Regions from separate parts of the Rattus norvegicus genome. Here region 2 is linked to region 1. Evidence: chromatin contacts called from public Hi-C data. All regions are on one chromosome and are shown on one strand. Each heading gives the region's core, a stretch centred on a gene start, on an enhancer-like site or on the middle of the called end of the contact. The rest is flanking DNA. Distances are from core to core; before and after follow the strand shown. Region 1 holds the start of Prdm1 (PR/SET domain 1). Region 2 has its middle 73 kb from the start of Prdm1.

Evidence for each region. Hi-C and Micro-C count contacts between places; a contact is called where the count stands out from the background.
Region 2: a Hi-C map of liver shows a contact between it and region 1, with 4 times the contacts expected there. The contact joins the enhancer-like site here to the promoter of Prdm1 in region 1. A contact is called at or near these places in 5 of 12 Hi-C or Micro-C datasets (Schwann cells, hepatocytes, liver and 1 more).

The regions. Positions count from the first base shown.
Region 1 is chr20:49,560,043-49,567,099 of GRCr8, forward strand. It overlaps Prdm1 (PR/SET domain 1), which reads right to left and starts at 4,046. Exons shown (of 7, transcript NM_001107639.2): 1 at 3,785-4,046; 2 at 1,939-2,187. The coding sequence starts at 3,826.
Region 2 is chr20:49,633,550-49,640,606 of GRCr8, forward strand. No RefSeq gene overlaps it. Among named protein-coding and RNA genes, the nearest start is that of Prdm1, 73 kb to the left of the region's middle. Within about 2 kb of position 3,627, at least 9 of the 93 cell types and tissues checked have an H3K27ac peak or open chromatin away from gene starts, as enhancers often do. A contact at or near this core is called in liver, where this site is marked.

The sequences.
Region 1 (7,057 bases), core at 2,796-5,295:
GACTGAGGAGGCGCTAGTGGGACTGTTTTGGCTAAAATCTAGAGCGGGATCAAAGAATCCTGACTTTCTATGTGTTGTGAAGGACCCCCCCTCCCCCGCCCCCCGCCAAAACACAAGCACTGCCTCTTCTGGTGGCTTAACATACAGAGAGGGGGAGGAATTCAGCAGAAAAAAAGAAAAAAAAATCAAACAGGCTTAGTGGAGGTGAGCTATGTTAAAATAAAGCCACAGTGACACCAAGAGGGACTAGTGTAGCATGGTCTAGAAACACCGGGAGCGACCAGAGAACTTTGCTCCCGGTCTGTGCCTGGCTCCTTTGGGGAAGTTGTCTCTCTCTCTCTCTCTCTCTCTCTCTCTCTCTCTCTCTCTCTCTCTCCCTCCCTGAACCTTGAACTAAATGATCTAATAGCATAACTCTACCCAGCCGTGGCTTTTCAAGAGAACAGCAGAAATTGAGAAACTTGAAAGGGCTAACCTGAGAGGGACGAAGCAGATGACCAAAAATGGGAGTCTTTACCTCTATCCCAGTAGGCTACAGAGACACAGGACATGAGTGACCCTTATTGAACGGAACAATATTTAGGCAAATCTTGACGGGACAAAGAGCACACTACACCTTTTAAAGCCGAGGCCAGGCCTCAAATACCCAAAACAAACGCTACATGGACTCCAAGGCTTACACACTCAGAGGCTTCCTATTGAGAAGAACATTGTTTTCAGAGAGAGGTATAATTAAGGGTGACCTCTGGGGTTACAATTTTTTTTTTGGTGATGTTTATATACAAACTACGGTTTAAAATTTGCTTTCCATAAAATACAACACTAGTCTCCCATCAGAAATAAAAACAAAGGGTGGAGCTTTAGGGAAACTCAAAGGCAGAATTCCTCTCTTTTAAGTTTAGACCTCAGTCTCTTCCCCCTCCCTCCTTCCCCCCAAAACATTGAACTCAGACACACAAAACAGGAAAGAGACAAAGTGTTTCCCGGACTCTGGGGATTCTTGACATGTTGTCGCTTAGGGAAGGGGGAAAGTGACCTGGCCAGTCATAATACATACTCCCAGGAGTAAATCTGGAATCCTTACAACACAGGTTTCCCTACCACCCCCACCCCATTCACTGCTCCCCAAAGACAGTATCAGAAACCACAGCACTGTGGGCGACGGTGATGGTGGGAAGTCTCCTGGGGGCTAGCCTCAGCAACTTAGCCCATCAAATGAATCAGCCAGACTCTCAAGAGTAAGAATTTTTGCAAATCATTTCCCAGCCACACATCACGGCCAGCTCTAATTGTTGTATAAAAGGCTAAATACGAATCAGGTGCTCCTCAGGTGCTTGTCCCTTTGATACAAAGAGTGCACCCACTTCTGAAGCCATAAAATGTGGGCCTGCCAGCCCGGCCGAGGCAAAGGGACTGCCACAGGTAAACAGTGGTTAGTGAAGTCATCCTGACAGAGGACACGTTTATGTGACCCTCTTCCCGGCTAATGCCATCGCTTCAGTTCATAAACACGTCAAGGTTTGGAGAATAATTTTAGAAACCCAGCTAATAAAGCTGGCTCGTTAAAAGAATAAAGCCATCTCAGGAGCAAAGGGGAAACCTCTTTTTCTAAGAAAGTTTCCTTCCTTCAAAGCTTTGCTACAAGAGGGCCAGCAGGCAAAGCACTGGACACCTTTACAATGCTACCCACCAGTGCTGCAAGTCAGCTTTCCCAAGACATGCCAACTTGCCAAAAGATTTAACTGTTTACTAATTAGCACAGAACAGCTGAAGGGAGGAGGAAATGAATAGGAATTGGCTTGTAGAGAAAGCAATGAAAACAGCCACTGGGAGCGATCAATTATTTGCCAATGCTTATAAATTCTCCTAGTTCGCAGACAGAGTAGGAGAGCTGGCCCAGTTGCCAGTCAGACTTCAATAAGGCAGCCAGCCGCTTACCTCTTTGCTGTTGTTGGCGGCATACTTGAAGAGCAGGTTCCTTGGTAAGGATGCCTCGGCTTGAACAGAAGTACCCCCGTCGGCGCTGGAATCCCAGGGGTGGTCGTTCACTATGTACGTACACTTCTCTTCAAACTCGGCCTCTGTCCACAGAGTCATATCCGCGTCCTCCATGTCCATTTTCATGATCCCAGACGTCTCTGCCAATCCTTGAAACTTCACGGAACCGGAGTTACACTTGGGGGCAGCCTGGAAGAGAAGGGAAAGGCTTTTAATCCCCATTGTCCGGCGTTCCTGTGTCTCCCTCTTCGAGGCTATGACTAACACAGTAGTCTGAAGACTTTAAAAGCCGATGGAGTACTTGTACAGTTGAGTAAGAGTCCAAAGCCGTGTAAAGTAGACTGCCTTGAAGAAGCCTGGTTTTAAAATGCAACCCTTGGCTGAAAAAAAAAATGTGTATATATACATCCACACACAGCTACCGTTGAACAATCCTTGGCTTTACCTCTGAAGGCAGAAATGTTTGTGGGCACTGCTGCGTCCTGTGTCCCGGGACACCCGGGGTCATGGCCGCCAGACCCTCAGAGCTGTGGAAAAGCTGCCTCAGAGAAGTGTCACAAACAAGGGGAGGAAGAAGCAGGGGCGCTGTCTGCGTCTGAATGAAGCTAAAAATGGAAAACGCGTGTGGTGCAGGAGCGGAACCCAGCCTGCCTTTTCCAAATGGGGAAAACTGAACTTTCCCACCAGTTCCCTACCGAAACAACTTTCAAAACAACTGCGTCTCCCTCCCTTTACCGCGCGCGCGCGCTCAGCCTCTTTCAGCCTCCAGCAGGCAAGCCTGAGAGGGGTTGCATCCTGCCAGCATCCCTGAGCACCAGCCTTCCCGAGCTCCCTTGGACCACAGGAAAAGAAAAATTGGGTGAAGGGGAAACACCCAGCAACTTTTTTTTTTTGATCGGTGGGCATCTCGAGCCAGATAGGAAAATTAAAAACAAAACATAAAAAAAAAAAAAGTCAATAGAATTCCCTGAAGAGAATTCCTTTAGGAGCCCTTAGCCACAAATAGCACTTTCTATTTAAATGTGAAAGTGCATGAATTCCCAGAAGTCACTGAAGTGGCACAGTTTACTGTAACTAAAGTTATACAGAAGACTTGGGGGATCCTCCTCTTATCTGCCCTAGGAAAAAGTCCTTTCCAAAGAGGAAAAGCAAAAACGATAAGACAGCCTCTGCAACATATTCCCACGTAGACGCCGCAGATAAAATTAGGACTGAGTATATCCATGTAAGAACGTGCGCTGGTGAAAATGTAAACACGGTTATGCCGGAGTCCCTCCAGCTGGTTTTTACAATTAATTCCCCACACGTCCCCTAAATATGATGCTCCTAGGAGAGGAGAGATGTTTACTTGTCCTCGTCTCGGTTACAACTTAAACTATATTATTTTTTACTTAGTTCCAACATGTAAAGTCATGTTGGACAAACGATGTTAAATAAAACTGAAAACCTAAGCCAACCGGGATAGTTATTTTACCGGCAGCGGATGGGGAAGCGGACAAGAACCACTACTGAAATTTCAGCGAATTGACAATTATGGCTAGAACTGAAAGGGTTAATGAATCATACGGTGAGGGGGGAAAAAGAGTCTTCTAAATGTTTGACAGTGCTCCGCGCACTAAAGCAGAAGCGCTGGTTTCTACTTCGGCTTCATTCTTTAAAAAAGAAAAAGGGGAAAGGGAAAGAAAAGAAAAGTAAAAAAAAAAAAGGGGGGGGGGTCGGGGAGGAGGAAAGAAAAAGGGATAAAAAAGTTTTAAAATCGTATTAAAGGCAGAATCTGGTTCCTTACCAAGGTCGTACCCACACGCTTTTCCAAGAGAAGATCCAACATCTGAGATAAGCCTCGCTCATGTCCACCCAGTCCACATCCTCCCGCGTCCCTGCCGGGCTGAGCTGTACTGACGCGCACCTCGGCGGTCCCTCCTTTTCTACGGCCGCGGGCCGGGCTCGCTCCGGGCGGACAGGTGCTGCGCGCTGCTCTTGCGTCTCGGCGACACTGGAGGGCCGAGTGTCACGGCAGCAGTGTCTGTGCTGGCGAGCGACTGACTGCTCTTCCCCTCCCAGCCCGGCCGCAGACTTCTTTACCAACTCTGACGGTCTGATTCACTCCTACCAGCCGCCGCGATGGGGGCGTGGCCGCACCTGGCCAGCCCAGCCGTGCAGCGTGGGGTTCAGGGCTTCCCCCCACCGATTGCGACCCGCGGCAGCTTCCTCTGTTTGCAAATGGATTTCAACACGGACTGGGAATCTTCTTACTTCCCTTCGCAGGCGCTTGCCCTCCATGTTTACTCACACTGCGATTGTATTCTAAGTCCTCCGGATCGCTAGCTTCCTGTCGCGGCAGAATGGGGCGGGGTGGGGGGGTGGGGGGGGGTAGGACGACTCCTCCTCAAAAGAAAACCCTAGTCACCTAGACTCGGTGTCTCAATTACAGGATCCGCCGTACTTCGAAGGACAGAGCTGAAGTATTTTTGGCAGCACATGCGTTACAATGTCGCTGTGTTAGTTCTGGAGTCATTGCTGGTGAAGTAAATATTCTAAGGAGTTTCTCCTCTAGTACGAAACGTATAGGATTTCATTTCTCCTGCTAACTGAATACAGTCAGCTTGGTCAGACCTGACTTCCTCCTTTCAACCACTTGGAAATAGGGAAACAGGAAAAAGTTATAATCCTATGTACTGGTTTTGTTGTTCCTGCCTCCCATTCCCAAACCCACAGCCAGGCTTCTGAGCCCGGACACACAATGGAGAGTATGAATGCCTCACAGTTAAAAAGGGGGATGCTGGACTGATGGCAGTGAGTGGAAAGCCGTCGGAGGCAGTAATTAGTGGGGCTCGTTCGGAGCCTGGCCGGCTTTTTCCTTCAGCCCCAGTCTGTCTTCTGGAGAAGGAAGGACATCCTGTGATGATGGCATACAATGTCCTGTTTGTTTATTATTAAGAGCGTGGACCTTGCATTCCTGTTTCTCATTACAAAACAAACCAGATGCGGGACTTCCTTCAATGGTCTTTTGCCTTCACTGGGATCCTCCAATTCACAGAAACAATGCTGCCAAGGGCCCATTTATAGCCAGCATCCCATCACGCAAGACTTTTTAGATCACAGAAGTCCAAGTCTTCCCCCTTTCCTGCTTGCCTCATCGCGGGTCCTACCCCCTCCCCCACCCCACTTAAAAAAAAAAATCACCTCTCCCGAAAGTTTACGTTGAGGTATCTTTCTTTTCTAGTATTCTAAACACACGGGACACACACACACACACACCCACATCCAGGTCCACACCCACATTCACACACCCAGACCTAACCTAATGATACCAACTTAGTCATACAATGAAGTGGACATCTGAGTATTTGTTTACAGGAAGAAATGAAACAGAGCAAAACAAAAGCTCAACTCAATCGTAAAGACAGGCCTGTTTATCTGTTTTCCTTTCGAGAAACTTTCCCAGAAAATTTTTTTGGGGTGGGGGGGAGAGGTGGGTAGGAGGTAGAAGATTGTGTCACAGAAAATGGCTCGTACATCTAAAAAAAAAAATCCTTCTACAACCTGTGTAGTTCAGAACAATCAAATTTATACCAGGGGACTGACGAGAGTAGCACACTGCTCCCTGGGGGCTGCAGGTCCACCTGTTATTACATTTTCCGCCAGAGGGGGCGCTAGCACCAAGAGGAAACGGGCTGTTGGCGTGCTCTTGTGCCGCGGGTATAAAACTGAATGAACAATTCTTAAGAGTTCTCAGAAAGGGCCAAGTGATAATTAAACAAAAGAAATCCAGCCTCCTGCAGAGGGTTCATTAACTGATGCTGAGTCAGCACCACCACGGACAGAAAAACAATGCAGTCATCCCAAGGGCTGGCCTGCTGCTAGCTGTCTCCACTACACACACAGCAGTTAACACAGGCTCCCCCCACCCCCCTCTTTCTACCCTGCTTCCCTTTCAGGATAAACTCAGTGCTCTTGGGGCACAGATACCATGCAAGTGTCAGTGATTCCACCGCTGTGACGTAAAGAAATAAGCCAAGGGTGGCAGTCAACCGGGAAGAGGGCTATTTTAAGCCAAATGTTTGCTTTAATGACTGGAAGATGCCAGTGAATCAACTCACTGTTAATTAATATCAGCCTGCGCTCACCTTCCGAGGTGGTGAAATGGGCTTGAGTATAGGGAGGACGCAAACATCAAATATCAGTGTGAGGCTTATCCAGGCAACCCTAAAATTAGTTCCAGGTGGGTGAAACTATCAGGAAATAATAAAAAAAAAAATGAGATACAGTATTGGAGTATAATATCCTTGGAGTGTTTGTTTCTTGATACCAGGAGCTGAGGGAAAACAAAACAAAATAAATAGCTCCAGGCCAATTTTTGATGATGATCGTGGTAGTTAAGGGGAGATAGTGATATAAGCTAAAAGGAAGGGCACCAAAAAGAGGAGAAAGGAAGTGCGATCATATTCAACAAAGTCACATTCATATGACCGACTTAGGTATCGTCCAGAGCAGATTAGCTAAGCAGAGCCTGACGGTGTGCTCAGCGTCACCCAGCACTTCAAAGGCTGGAGCTAGGCGCGCCCAGGATGTGGACTAAAGCTAGGACACTGGGAGACACTAGCGCCGGTGCGCAGCAGAAAGCACGGGGGCGGCCAGGGTCTGGAATCTTAAGTATTAAAATATGTCTTCTAAACAACCACTGGGTACGGTTTTAGTCGTTTTATCATTTCGTCCCGTGTTAGGACACCCCAGCCTCAGTAGCTGTCTTCCTTCATCAGCCCTTCCCCCACAGAGATCTCTCGTTAAGCGTCTGTGAAATGGTAGCCCATGCCGATCCGAATAGCTCTGTTCTCAGAAAGCCTGGTCCTTTTCTTCTGATGCATCATCAAAACCCAACATTCGTTCAGTTTCAGCTCCTGGGCTAGATTCCCCGCCCCTTTTAGTCTTTGGGTGGGTTGGGTATCACTCTGTAGGCCGGCAGATGACTCTAAGGGTAAAACAACTATTGTGGCATGGAAGGAACTTGAGGACCAAATCTGGAGACCGGACTCCACTTGGGTTAAAAAGAATTCCCCCC
Region 2 (7,057 bases), core at 2,377-4,876, 73 kb after region 1:
TATTGGAGAAAATCTGTCTTTATATCTATATTTCAGGGTACAAAAGATTTGGTAACATTAATTAGGTATGTGTATTAAAAAAACCATAATTAACAAAAAAGTTGCTTAACCCTCTCTAGGACACATAGTTTATGATAAAAGAAATGAAAAAACACTAAACAAACTTTAACTAATTGAGAACGCGCTGTGTTTTAAGGATTTCACTTTTTTTAATCAGAAAATATTTTTTAAATTGGATTTCCTAAGAGCCAAAAAGAATTTAGAGAGGTACCAGAAGGAGAAGGGTCAAACATCCTACTGAAAACTTTTCCAAGGCAGAATTAGGAAGTGGTGCCGCTACTAGACTCTGGAACAAATGTTCCTCGTGGTTTTGTACCACAATGTTTAAAAACATCATATTTTAATTTCAGGCCTTATAAACTAAAGCTGCCCCCCCCCAAAACTAATTACACTATTATTTTGGATCAGAGTTTGTGGCTGACAACATCTGTTAGAAACTCAATTGTGCTTCCTAATTAAAGAACTAAGTCTAGTTGATGAAAAAAAAAAAGTTTAATTCAAAGGGAGCTGCAATGCTGTGAAAATAACCAAATAATTTTCCTCCACAAATATTCTCCCTGGGAGAAAGAGGATTTCAGTGGGAACAGAGCTTCCCAACTGTCTGTGTCATGAATCTACTGCATATTTTATTTATTTTTTCCTATTCACTGGGTCTTTCCTGTTACTTTATTTACAGCTGAAGACGCGCTTAACCAATGTTTTTTCTTCCCACAATTATTCCTCCTCCACTGTTTTATTCAGCAAAACAGAACAGTTTCAAAGCAAAGCAGTTTTAAGTCAGACCTTTCCCTTTTGTCCTGTTTACAATTGCCTATTGCACCAAAATATTTAAAACTTTTAAAAGGAATCCTTGAAGGTTCCTTTTAAAAAGAAAAAAAAAAAAATCAAACCCTCGCAGAAAAAAACGCCCAGCCTGCCTGTGAAAGAGGCAGCGCATGGTTCATTGACCCCCACAGCGAATGAACGTGACCACGCAGGGTAGGGAGTCACCTACCTGGCACCTGCCCAAACCATCCTCTGCCGGTGCCTAACCTATTCACTAGCCAGGAACTGAGAACCTAAAGAGGTTCGGAAAGGTGAGACTTAACCAGGAACTTAAAAGTATAGACCTGAGTAGGACTCATCTTTCTAGATTTCAAAATGGGAAAAGGAGGAGCGGTAGCTCCGGGCGCCACCGCCCCCCCTCCAGCTTTGCACCCCCAAGCTCAGCACGACGCGGTGCTTACAGGTAGGGAAGGTGTGAAGGCTGGGAAGCTCCAGTGGCCCTGACTCTGGTTTAGGGTGCCTGCCCCAGGCAGATTGCCTGGCTTGTTTACCAATTACTCTGGATCGCAAGCCCAGCCATCCATGCTACAGAATCTGCTCTGCACTTAGAAAGTGACTGGCAGCACCCTAGCCCGAGACAGTGGGAGTCCCCACCCCACCCCCCACCCCCGCCAGGAGTTCTCGCAAATTTGTCTCGCACAACCCATTCCTCCCAGAGCCTGGAGGGGCGTGACACAGAAAGATCTCTCTGTGACCCTCAGGGTCTCTGTCAGCACCCCTGGCTCTCCGGTTCTCCTCATCTCTTCTGAACGGACGCAATCTCTGGATCACCCTAAACCTCTCTCCTCCTTTCTTCCCTCCTCCTTTGATGACTTTGAAGAAAAGGGCTTCAGTTCAAAGAAGATGCAGGAAGGCTATGTCTGCTCCCTCTCACCTATTGGAGGGTCTGGCAGCACCAGTGTTCCTGCAGGGTAGATGTCCGCCCCCACCCCACCCCACCCCCGTTCCCGCCTTTAAAATAATTTGCGCTGTCTTGTACTGCGTAGTCTAACTGTGAGTCGCTAGCTCCGAATTCCTTTTCCAACTTGGGACGGTCCTGAGTCTCCCTCCTCTGGGTCTTACCTTGTCCCCTCGCCTCCCACCGAGTCTCGGAGTCCTAATGCTGGCATCTGGGACGAGCTAGCGACAGCCCTCAGCTCCATCCCCAGAGTGGCTCTGCCTCTCACGTCCCTCTTCCAGCGCCTAAAACTTCGGGGGCAGATTTTGAGGTACTGACGAAGAGTAAAACATGGTTGTCCCTGTTCATTTGGGGCAGGCCTTTCAGAAATCCCGACATTATATTAAGTTTTCATTCCAAAATGAGGTGTATGCGACTCTGTTTTATTAACTAACGGGTGACATGAAATTCGACCTGTTCTTTGAACAGACTGAAGGGATAGATCCTAAGTTCTTCCCTTCTATCCCGTTTTAAAAATTTAAATAATGAATGCCTTCGGAGGGATGAAGCAACAGGAGGTCCCCTCTGGTTAAGTGTCCCCAACACTGGGTGTCTGTCTTTCCCCACACAGATATCCTAGTTTAAACACTACCCCCCGGTTCCATTCTTTGAAAGCACATTTCCAAAGGTAGCAAAAGTAACGTTTTAAAGACCTTCCACTGACCCACAGCTCTTCGCAGTCCTAAGCCGCACACCTGAACAGCCCCGGCAGCTCCCGACGATCTCCGGCCGCAGAACCTTTGGTCTTCCCAGTGCAAGTTTTCTGCGCCTCAACAGACTGGGAAAACAAGCAACTTCAATGAATGCAAACTAAGCTTTCCCAGGAGAAACGTCAAAGCGGCTACAATCCGTCTCTGATTACACAAACATACCTAAGGGCAGGTTGGAGAGTGACGAGGGCTTTGGGGGTGGGGGTTTGTCTGCTCAGAGGTGGCTGAAACCAGCTTCCCCATTGTTATTTAGCTAAGAAAAGCCAGCTTTTGTTTTGTGGTAGATATTAGGGGTTAAAAAAACGCAGATGCCACAGTTCCCGGGAGTCTTTGAGATTACGGAAAAACCTAACCTCGAGTGAGGAATTTGGTTCTTTTAGATTACAGCACCGTATGAAGTGTTAAGGTGTTATGAGGGGAAAACGTTCAGTCATTTAAAAGTATTCTAGAGAGGGCTGGAGAGGTGGCTCAGTGTATTAAAGCGCTTACTGTCAAGTCCGATGACCAGGGTTCATCCCCCATATAGTGGAAGGAGAGAATCGATTTCCACAAGTTCTCATTGTGGAACGACCCCAAAACCTAAATATAATTTTAAATCTTGCATCCTACTACCTGCCCCTATATTTCAGTAGCTCAGCTCCCCTCTGGTGTCTGTCAAAGTAGGAAAAATGGCAACACCAAAACATACTGGATTTTTGCCCTGAAAACCCGAATCTCAGAGTTCCTCAAGTTACCCTTATGCAAACTTGCATTAATGGAAGGAGGCACACACTTCTGGTTCCCTCCCTGACCTGCAAAACAGAGCCAGAAATCCCTTCGTTCCTGGGCCCACATGTGCGAGGGAAAAGCACTTTCCCCACCCAAACAGCTCCGGCAGCTAATGGAAGTGGCTCATCCAACAGTGGAAGTGTGTTTGTGTGAGGGGGTTTGGGGGTGGCTGGTGCACACGGGGCTGCAAACCACTCGGTTCTGGTTCCCGCAGTACCAGCCGGGCCAGCTCGCCTACAACCCGCTTGCCAGGCTTCGGAGGACCGGGTCGGGTCCCAACCAAGGACCTCTAGGATTGGACAGCCTCCCGCCACGTGACCAGCACAGGGCGAGCTCGCGCCCCGCCCCTTCCCGCCTCGCGCGCGCGCGGGCGTTCCACGGAGCACTGCGTACCTTGTGCTCACTTTCACTTTCTGGGCTAGAGGTTCACGCACGAGTGATTACTTTTTTGTTTTGTTTCGGCGCTTTTAGATTTCTTTTATTTTTTTTTTTGAGGCAACCAGTGCAAGAGGGAGACATCGGAGGAGAAAGGAGTCGCACACGTTCATGGTTGGGGGTTACGTGGGAGGAGTGGGAAGGTTGCGTGGGGGAACGGTTCTTGGCGGAGGGGACCCGGATTGCTCGCCTTACAAGAGCACTGCTGTCTGAGCTTGTGTGTCCGTGAAATGTCCTGGGAAGTGACAGCAACCGCCAGGGCATAGTAAGCAAAACTCCAAACCAAGTGGATGTTACATCCTTCAAACACTGAACGAGCCTTTTGTTTACCAGAAGGAAAACCTGCCAGGTAGTTTACTAGGTTAGCTGAGGTTAAAGGGTTACTTGTTAGCCCAGGTGGGTGACTTGGTTGGAATTAGTAACGCAAAAATGCAAAGAATAGTTTCTGCTAGCTCTGGGATTAGTTGTGACTCAGAAGCTATCTAAAATGTTTGCCCACGCACTCCCCAGCGCTTAACTCCTATCTGTGTGCAGCTGACCCTTTAAGACGCTCTCCCATGGCCTGGGGAATCTCATCTCTTGGAATTCAATAGTCCAGGTCATTCTTTTTATTATACAGAAGTTAGTTTACGTTTTGTACATTTTTACCTGTGAAGTTCTGGGACATGTCATCAAACTGCCTCTCTCCTTCTCCGTTTTTTTCCTTCTTAAACAGCACCTTCAACTGTAACAAGGGACATTGTCAGGGAAAGATTGGGTTTTGGAAAGAAAGTTGCTTTTCCTCCTTTCAAAAGATGCCTCCACCACTTGAGGGCATTTAACGGGTTCTGAACTGAGCCCTTTGTCTTTGTTGTGTTTGCTTTCCTAAAGAGTAAGAGGAAACCAAATTTACAAAGAGTGGACAATTATCTACTCTAGTTCCTGGCACAAAATAGACGCTCAATAACTTATTATTTAAATTAGGTTTACTCCTCCTCCTATGGAGTGAGTTCTCAGGTTCTCAGTGACATCTTTTATTTTCACGTAGACGTTTGATTAAGGAGGAAGCAAAGCCACGTGCTTCAATCCTATGTTGTGATAAGTAGCTTCCACTGACTAATTACATGTCCTCCTGGAAGTATTTCCTCAAATTTGTTTTGAATATGTAATATCGCCCTTGACTTTCTTTAACTTCTCCCATGTACTTTTACCAAATGACAGAGTTGGGCTTATACTACCAGCTATTTCATAACCAAACACGGTGACTTTCAGAGGGGAGACGTTATTATTTTCTCCGGGCAGTTAGCTGAAAGTCTATCATAAAGTGCAGTCTAGAATGAGAAATAACTACATACAAAAATCAAATTCGTTTTTGCTATCTGGGCAAAAAAAAAAAATATCACATAGAACAGATACATAAATTCTTAACTTAAAACAGCTGTGTTTTGGGTCCCTGGTTGAGACTTGAAATGAAAGTTGTTTTCTCTTTAAAACTAAGTGTAATTACTGTTTGGTAGAAATGAAAACCTCTGGACTGGGGATTTAGCTCCATATTAGAGTGCCTTCTGATTAGCATGCGTATTACCCTCCCAAGTTGGATCCTTGGAAGAAGGGAGAGGGGGATCTGAGTCCCAGATTTTGTCTTCCACATGTCTGGAGAGATATATTCCTATAGATCTATTTCTCTAACCATAGAGAGATACATGTATGCATGCATGCATGTATGTATGTATGTACACTATCACCTCATAAACATACCCATCACCTCTCTGACTACTCCCACTCCCACCCACATTCTAGCTGTCACTTAGTCTAACCTCCCAGTTACCTATGGGGCAACTCTGAGAACTGTCCTGGGAGTTCTTTTTTCCCCTCCCACTGTGGCAGCCATCAAAACATGCCTAGTTTAAGCTATTGTAGTACCACAGATGTGTGTCTTCCCTTCTTGTTCCCACTGGTCCTTGCCTTGCTGCCTCTCTGTCTCCAGCAGCACCTTTACTGTAAGGCTGTGCCGTTACCGTTCTCTTCAGGGCCTTTCCTTGAATGATTTATCGAAGATGCAGATCTGAACACACCACTTGCCTTTCAAGCGTCCCGTTACTGACCAGATAAAAATCTAAGCTCTTTGCCCCAGCATTCAAACCCTCTTCAGCTCTCTCCAGCTTTACTTTTCTCTACTTCCTACCCTGACGACATTCTGGCCACACTTCATCCACTCTAAGCTAGTGTGTACCAGCAGCTATACTAGGCATTCTGGGAACCTAAAGGAGCAAAACTGAAGGACCTTTATAAGTTCCCAGACTTATATGGGTAGCAGTAATGAAGGGCTTGTCGGCAAACAAAAAACCCTAATAAATTAGTATATTTTATCAGGTAGGGTGATTTGTGATAGTCTGATCAGGATTGGCTTAATGGCAAGTACGACATTTTAGCAGACATGAGACAGTGAGCTGCTATGTTGATGAACAGGATGATTATCTAAGCCCAGGGAAGCCAGAGCAAAGCACGGAAGTGGGTGAGAGTGGGCTTGCCACATGGAGGAGAGGAAAAGAGGATGAAGGACAAGAGAAGGAATAAGGTCGAGTATGCACATCTCCAAGTACAAAACCCTGTAATACTTAAAATGTAAAACTTGAGTGTCAAGGAGTGGAAACTCTGAACCCTAGCTAATAATATGTGATAAGCTGTAGTAAGAAGGTAACCAAACCACAAAGATAATAACAAGATTATCTTCAGGGTTTTCAGCCATTTATGAAGTAGAAAATAATACCATGTTTAAGTCAGGTGTGATGGCTTAGGCCTTTAGACCCAGTACTAGGGAGGCTGGGGGAAAAAAGGAAAGATACTGTGTTTAGATTTTTACCCAACTCCAACTAGGCATTCAAGTTTTCCCAAACCCAAAGTGTTGCTTCTTCCAGATAAGGGCTATTTAACGTGTAAGTAAGAGGTGAGGGCTGAAGAGAAAACAGGAGATGAGTACGTTCTTGGGCAGGTTCTCACTAGTTCTGCAGTGCTCACCGTGCATCACATGGGGGTCAACCACTTGTGGTCACATTCTCCCACACGAGCCATCATGCTCAGACTGCAGAGCCTTTCATCAGGTTACTTTCTATTTGAATTGTATCCCTCTTTCTAGCTATGTTGCTACACGTAGCTGTGGATACAAAGTTTGGGTTTATTTATCTTAGCATCCGTAGTGCCTGAAGGTGGTCCTCAAATCCTCTGTGCACTAATGACAATAATGGTCACTTGTCGCTCTATATGTTAGGTGCACATATTTCATCCTAAAACAACCAAAAAGGGAGGTTTGCTCTTCCTGTTTTATGGGGAGAGAAATGAGGTT